Linked DNA regions of Oryctolagus cuniculus: region 1 is linked to region 2. Evidence: chromatin contacts called from public Hi-C data. All regions are on one chromosome and are shown on one strand. Each heading gives the region's core, a stretch centred on a gene start, on an enhancer-like site or on the middle of the called end of the contact. The rest is flanking DNA. Distances are from core to core; before and after follow the strand shown. Region 1 overlaps LOC103350930 (a long non-coding RNA gene). Region 2 overlaps LOC103350930 (a long non-coding RNA gene).

What was found. Hi-C and Micro-C count contacts between places; a contact is called where the count stands out from the background.
Region 1: a Hi-C map of liver shows a contact between it and region 2, with 6 times the contacts expected there. The contact joins two enhancer-like sites. A contact is called at or near these places in 2 of 6 Hi-C or Micro-C datasets (liver and an unstated tissue).

What each region holds. Positions count from the first base shown.
Region 1 is chr13:54,345,331-54,348,963 of mOryCun1.1, reverse strand. All of the region lies in intron 1 of LOC103350930 (a long non-coding RNA gene), which reads left to right. Among named protein-coding and RNA genes, the nearest start is that of TOMM20, 52 kb to the left of the region's middle. Within about 2 kb of position 2,218, at least 3 of the 8 cell types and tissues checked have an H3K27ac peak or open chromatin away from gene starts, as enhancers often do.
Region 2 is chr13:54,170,406-54,173,978 of mOryCun1.1, reverse strand. All of the region lies in intron 2 of LOC103350930 (a long non-coding RNA gene), which reads left to right. Among named protein-coding and RNA genes, the nearest start is that of TOMM20, 230 kb to the left of the region's middle. Within about 2 kb of position 1,713, at least 1 of the 8 cell types and tissues checked has an H3K27ac peak or open chromatin away from gene starts, as enhancers often do.

The DNA of each region.
Region 1 (3,633 bases), core at 969-3,468, 170 kb before region 2:
GGGAGGTGTCGGTGTACTCTGGCGTGCTCAGTTCCTTTCCAGTTCCTGCCCTCTCGGAGGGAGTGGACACATACTTTCTGAGGACCCTGTCTGGCCCAGGCATTGTTCCAAGCACTGGGGAGACAGTGGTGAGTGACATGGCCTCGCCCCTGTGGTGCTTGTAGGAGTCAGATAGTCAACACTGAAAATGAGGCTGAATCGTTTCCGACACCGACATGTGCTAAAAGGACAATAAGAATGCACGATGAGACAGAGGTTGGCTAAAGGGGAAGGAGGGAGGAACAGCTTTGAATAGAGGGCCAGAGAAGGAGTCTATAAAAGCGAATCCTGAATGGTGAGAAGCAGCCAGAGCTGGGGAGCCAGCACTCCAGGGGGCAGGAACAGCTGCTACAAAGGCCTTGACAGGGGCACGAGAGTGGCCTGGCCCGAAAGTCAGGGAGGAGGACCCTGCTCCTGGGGGGTGAGGAGGGATGGCCTGAGCAGGGCCTGGTTATGTAGGGAGGACCTCGCTGGGCACCAGGCTGTATGTGGTCAGGATTCAGGACGTTTTGGGAAGGTCGCGTTGACCTGCTTTCGTGGATGTGGGGTGTGAAGGTGGGAGGAGTGCAGGGTGGTTTCTAGGTGTTGGTGTGGACTGGAAGGTGGAGTTGTGCACTGAGATGGGGGAGACCTGGGCAATGAAGAGGAGGGCCTTGGCCATGGTGAGTCGGAGAGGCTGCAACAGGGGCTGGGCATCTGCCTTGCATCAACTCTCCCTCTCCCTCTCAGATCATGCAGAAGAAGGGTGCAGGGGGGTCTGCTGCCGTTGGAGTTTAATTCATCTGAGCCTCCCAGGGCCTAACCCCCACATTTTTCAAGGAGGACCAGGCCTCTGCTAACGGAGCTGGAGGAGGCCTCTGTGAATACTGCTGGCAGACTAAACCCGGCTTGTCGTGCTGAACACCCTCTGCCAGCCCCTCTGCCCGCTCCTCTCCAGCCACCCCTGTCCCCCAGGGTGATCTTATTGCCTGTGGGCGGGGAAGGACCCTAGAGCTGCTCCTCTTTGGGTTGATAAGAGTGGAAGGTTAAAAGGTCAGCAGTTCCTTTCTAAACAGAGATGGGCCCTTGTGAGCCACAGGAGCCACTGATTAGAGAAGGTTCCAGTAGGTAGCAGGGTGGGGATTCTTTTTTGTCACTGATTCAGCATTCAACTTTGAGAGGCTCACTAATTCTTCCTCCTTAAACAGGAGGCCAGAAAAGGTCTTGGATCAAAGAAAACGACCCGTGCCTGCCGTGGGGGTCTCACTTGAGGATCCACGTGCAGCCATCAGTACAATGTAGCTTCCACGTGCAGGTCTACACACAGGTGCAGCGAATGAATGTGTTATATCCAGGGGAGTCTCCTGGCATCTCATCATTCAGCTCCATGGTGCCGCGTGGGGTTCATTCTGTGCATTTTTCTTGGGAAGTTTAGCCACTGGCACACTGAAAACCTTGTGTATGAGGGTGTCTGTTCACATCCCCCAAATGGATCTGGGGGCCTCCACTCTGAGATTCCAAGAACTCCTTGGATAAATGCTCAGAAGTTCATCCCTCAAGACTGCTTTTTTCCCCCGGAACAGAAGCCCTCTCACCTGTACTTTACAAAGGGTTTTTGTGGCCATTTTAAAATATTTGTTTCTCTCCCTGGGCTTTTATCATTATTGGCAATGTATAGATGCTGAAGCTCAGAGAGATTAAGTCATTTGCCCAAAGTCACACAGCAAGGGGAGAGAGCTGGCAACAAGTCCCAGCTCCTGGCCTCCTCTCTTGTGCCTTCCCAAGTCCCCATTGCTGGGCTTTCAGTGGCAGTGGGCCAAGGCAGTTCCGGGCACCTGGACTGATTGTGCGGCTGTGAGTTTGGTAAGCCAAGCCTGGGAGGCGTTGCAAGTCCCTGAGCTGGCTCCTGGGAACGAGTTCTGTGTCACAGAGAGAGGGCTGTGTTGCAACGTGACTAATGGATGAGAAGGTTGAGGCCGAAAGCCATTACTTCACCAATGTGAATCAAGGTCATTCGTCACCTCAGGAAGCACGCTGCAGAGCTGCCACATTCAGCAGGGAAGGCACGCCGCTCCCGTCACACCCGCGGTGTGGCCTGGCACATGTCCCACGTGGCACAGAGAAGGGGAGCTTCTGAGAATAAGAGGTGTGAGGCAGCTAGGTGCAGGGGCCCAGAGCCAGAGCCCCTGGCCATGCCCGTGTCAGTCCCTCTTCAGAGAAATGAACCCAGTGCTACATGGAGGTCTCACCCACAAGCTGGGATCTGGCGCCAATTCATAGGAGATGTTGGTAGGAGCTAGGTGGCAGGAGTCTCCTGGATGCTGGGCCCAGTGGGACTTGGAGGTCAGCAGCTCCTGGCCCACTGGTGTCACCCCAGGAAACCAGGCCAGCTAGCTGCAAGCTATCAGAATGTCCTCACAGAGATGGCCTCCCTAGTTAGTGAGCTGCACTCGCTTCCACTCTGTCAAAGTGCGTGCAGCTCTGCACCTGTGGAGCGTCCATCAAAGCCTCGTGAGTGGCAGGGCCTGGAGCTGTCCCTGGTGGACACAGTTGCTCAGGCTCCAGGCCAGCATGTGATGAACTAGGACAGCGCCTTTTGTTGCAGGGGCTCCCTCCCCCGCTAGTAACATGGATTTTCCATCATGGCTGCCTTGGGGCCTCCTCCTTAGGAGCCCAGCCCTGAAAGCTTCATCACTCGGGCCCCAACTCAGGTGCCCCTTCCTGGGTGGGGAATGATTTAGACCACCCCACCCCCTGCCAATCTTTTTTTTTTTTTTTTCCAGATTTATTTATTCAAAAGGCAAAGTGACACAGAGAGACAGAGTGAGAGATTTTCCTTCTGCTGCTTACTCCCCAAACGCCTGTAACTGCCAGGGCTGGGCCAGGCTGAAGACAGGAGCCAGGAACTCCATCCAGGTCTCCCACATGGGTGGCAGGGGCCCAAGTACTTGAGCCATCGTTTGCTGCTTTCCCAGGACTGCATTTAGTAGGGAGCTGGATAGGAAGTGGAGCAGCTGGGGACTCGAACTGGCCCTCTGCTATGGGAGGACAGCATTGCAAGTGGTGGCTTAACCCGCTGCACCACAATGCCACCCCTCCCTGCCCCTGTCAATTTTGATGTTCTCATGGCACTCATCACTGACAGAAACTATCAGGTTTATTCATTTGTTTTTCTGCTTCTGGTGGCTCATCTCTCAGAGAGGAAAGTTCCATGAGAGACAGAATCACGGCTGGTTGAGTTCACCATCACTTCCTCAGCTTCTCTGCATTCTTTCGCAGGGCCTTGTGGTCACATCGTGTCTATCCTTTGAATGAATTAATGAATGCAAGCAAGTAGCTGAAGGAGAAGTGTGGGCTCCAGGATCAGGTTTTATAGGAGTAGATGCATGCAAGGACCCTCATGGACGCTTCTGGGTGTCACCACCAGCACAGGGCAGCCTGGGAGCAACTGCAGGGAAGCCTCCCTGACACTGTGCAGACTTGGGGCCACGCGGGAGGTGCATCCCAAGGGCTAGGTCATTATCTGATGAAAGAGTAGGTTGTGCAGATGAGTAAACAGGGACTGACCGAGAGGTCAGGTATAACTCAGCCTCAGAAACTGCACGTGTCCATAGG
Region 2 (3,573 bases), core at 464-2,963:
AGATGCCACCTCAGACACTCTCATTCTGTATTGGAGTGCATGGGTTTCAGTCCCAGCTCTGCTCCCGATTCCAGCTTCCTGCTAACGCACACCCTAGGAAACAGCAGGTGATGACTCAAATGCTTGGGTCTAAGCCACCCATGTGTAAGACCTGGATTGAGTTCCTGGCTCTTGACTTTCACCTGGCCCAGCCCTGGCTGTTATGGGCGTTTGCAGAGTAAGCTAGTGGATAGGAGATCTCTGTCTGTGTCTCTCTTACTCTGCCTATCAAATACTTAAACTATTTTTGTTTTTGGAAAAGAAGTACTTCCTACCTAACTGATGACCCTCGAGAGAGTGAGGAAAATTAGAAAGGAGAAGTCCCACCATGCCACAGGCAGACATGTTCATGTAGGGTGGAGCAGGGAGGTTGGGGCCTGAATGGATGTGGGGTTCAGACTCACCGGGGGCACCTGGTGTCCTCACGGCTTTCCAGTACCAGCTGAGGCCAGGCTTGGGGCTGGAGGAATGAAGGGCAGTGACTTGTCTCACTGACATCTCGTAGAATGGCAGAAAGCCTGAGCTGCTCCTGGCCTTGATGGTCACCTCCGCTACGGCAAAGATGAGGAACCTGGCACTGGAGTAGCAGCAGGCAGAGGAGGGAGCGTGCCTACCTTGTGCTGAGCGTCTCACTTGCATTAGTCTCGTTCATCTGCAAAATACTGTGAGATGGAAACATGATCTGAGGTTAGCTCTGTTGCTCAAACCCTTTGGCTAGTGAATGGTGAGGGAGGACTTGAACTCAGGCCTTGGTCTGATCCCAAAGTCCCTGACCTCCGCAGCACACCACCCTGTCTCTCCCTAGAGCGCAGAGGATATTATGTTCTTTGTTCAAAGTCACTTTCCTATGGAGGAGGTCACACAGAGCTGCAGGTACGCTGACCCCCATCTATATCTTTCTGGGTCAACCCTCATTGTAAATATTTTCTCTCTGATGTTGCAACCTTCGGCAGTTAGTCACCAGGGCTGCAAAGGGAAGATAAGCATGCGAGAGAGGAGCCACCCACTCAGCCCAGCGCGCCACGGGCAATGTCTGAATGACTCTTGGGCTGTCAGAGGCAATTGCCCAGGGAAATGAATGCCAAGGCCACTCTGTAGATATGACCAGAGTTCGTTTTTCCATGATCTCAGAACAACTGGATAAGTCAGAGGCAAATGAGGCCCAGAGATGAGATAGGTAGGACTTGGCCGCAGGTCCTGAAACCTCACCCTGCCCCAGTGGGGGCGGTCTCTCGGAGGTGGACAGTGCTGGAGTTGCCACATGAGAGACAGCAGCAGCAGCTTCACTCTGTAGGAAGCAGCTTCGACCCAGGGCCAGTGCCAGGCGAAGAGGGGGTCCCAGCTTGGGGCAGGAGGACCCGAGCATACAGGCAGGTGCATGTTCCACGGGCCACGCGACTGCCCTACTGGCCTATTCTCATTACCTTCTCTGACCTTCTCCCTCCGGAGATGTCAGAGAATCCACAGGAGGGGAATCCATATTCCCAAAAAGATTGTGGATCTCCCGAACACGAAAGAACTGAACCCACACACAGAGTTGGTGGTCTCCAGAGGGAGCCTGGATCCACCAGGAGGGGCAGTTACACAATCAGTGAGGGGGGTAGGGTACTGTCCTTGAGGCCTGGGCCAGCACAGTAAGAACAAACAGGTTGTTTTGGAAAATTGTCTGGCCCGCACGCAGGGCCTGGTGTTTGTGGAGTCCTCTGTCTTATTTGTTGATCAGCGTTTACCACATCCTGGAGAAACAGGTCAGCACAGGTGGCCTTCATTACCCATGGGACTCGTGCTGGGAGCTCTGATCCACGTGGAGGCAGCTTGGGCTCCTGAGCCACAGCCAGTCTTCCTCAGCCTCGCCCACAGCTGGCCTGGCCCCCTGCCCACTTCCATCTGAGAGATCCTGCACTTGCCACTTGCTTTACCTTTTTAACTTCTGTTGATTCTGAACCTTTCAAGAATTTGTCAAAGTCGAGAGCAGAGCACAGTGCACCCCAGGCCCCTGTCACCCAGAATCCATGGCTGTTAAAACTTGACCACACTTAGTTCATCTCTCTCTCTCTCTCTCTCTCTCTCTGTCTTTCCGAATGATTTTAAAACACCACATCATTTTATTTCTACACATTAGATCTTGCAACTCTTAAAAAGGGAGCATTTTTCAGATATAGTGACGTTATGTTATTATGCCTAAAATCACCAGTAATTCTTTGCTGTAATTGAAATGTTCCCAATTCCAGTTTTTTGTTTTTTTGTTTTTTTTTCTTGAATGATTGATTTTTGGGAATCAAGTCTGTCCTTGGATTGGGTTCAGTTTTCAAAGGGATGGAGTCAATTGTTCTACAGTTGTCCCATAGCCTCTGCCCCCTGCCCCATCAGTGCCCCGCCCCGGCCCTCATTGTGGTTGCCCTGTTACATCTGTGGAGCTGGCCTCTGTGTCTCTTCTGGAACATGAGTCTTTTGAGGCAAGCACCATGTGTCATCTTATTCCCTGTGGTTTCCAAGGTAGTGCACTTCCATCATGTGTTCTATTGATTCTTGAAACATCACTGTTTGGAGGATCTTGGGGGTGAATTGTGTTTTTGCCACTAGAAGTCTTGAGCTTTGGAAATTCCCACCCCCACCCCATGACCAGGAGTGACCACTGGATCACAGGGATTTGCACATAGGGCAGAGGGTAGACCAGATGACCTCTAAGGCCCACCCAGCGTGACTCTGCACTTATGGCATCCGGAAGTTCGCTGATGCCAGACATCGACTTTGTCCTCGAACTTTGTTCTGGGGCTTATCAATATTCTCGTGGTTAAACTCCACAAGCTGACCTGATCTGAGGAGGGAAATTAGGGCATGGTTTCTTGCCATTACCTTTTATAGCTTGGCAAGGGGCAGGAAGGCTTCCTCCCATCCCCGCCCCTCATGGTTGATTCGTCATTTAGTGCGGTTGCTGGAGCATGGGCCTGGTGTGTTGCAATGGTGGGTGGCAGCTCCTGCCCATCATCCTGCTTGCTTTCTTTTTTCTTTGTTTGCTTTTAAGATTTATTTATTTATTTGAAAGGCAGAGTTACACAGAGAGAGAATGAGAGGCGGGGGGGGGGGGGTCTTCCATCCAATGGTTTCACTCCCCAACTGGCTACAACAGTCAGAGCTGAGTCAATCCAAAGCCAGGAGCCAGGAGCTTCCTCCTGGTCTCCCACATGGGTGCAGGGGCCCAAGCACTTGGGCCATCTTCCACTGCTTTCCCAGGCCATAGCAGAGAGCTGGATCGGAAGTGGAGCAGCTGGGACTCGAACCAGTGCTCATACGGGATGGCGCACTGCATGTGGCGGCTCTACCCACTGCATCACAGCGCTGGCCCTCATCCTGCTTTCTGACACAACTCTGATCTCACAGTCTCTCTGAACTCATTTATTCTAGAAGCACAATCTGTAAGCTAGGTTCTTAGAAAATATGCCTTGGATTATGGAACCCAGCTTAGTCATTCATTTGTGTTACAAGTTCTTTCAGTGCCCTGCCTAGGTTCTGGGAGTCTAAGGATGACCGTGA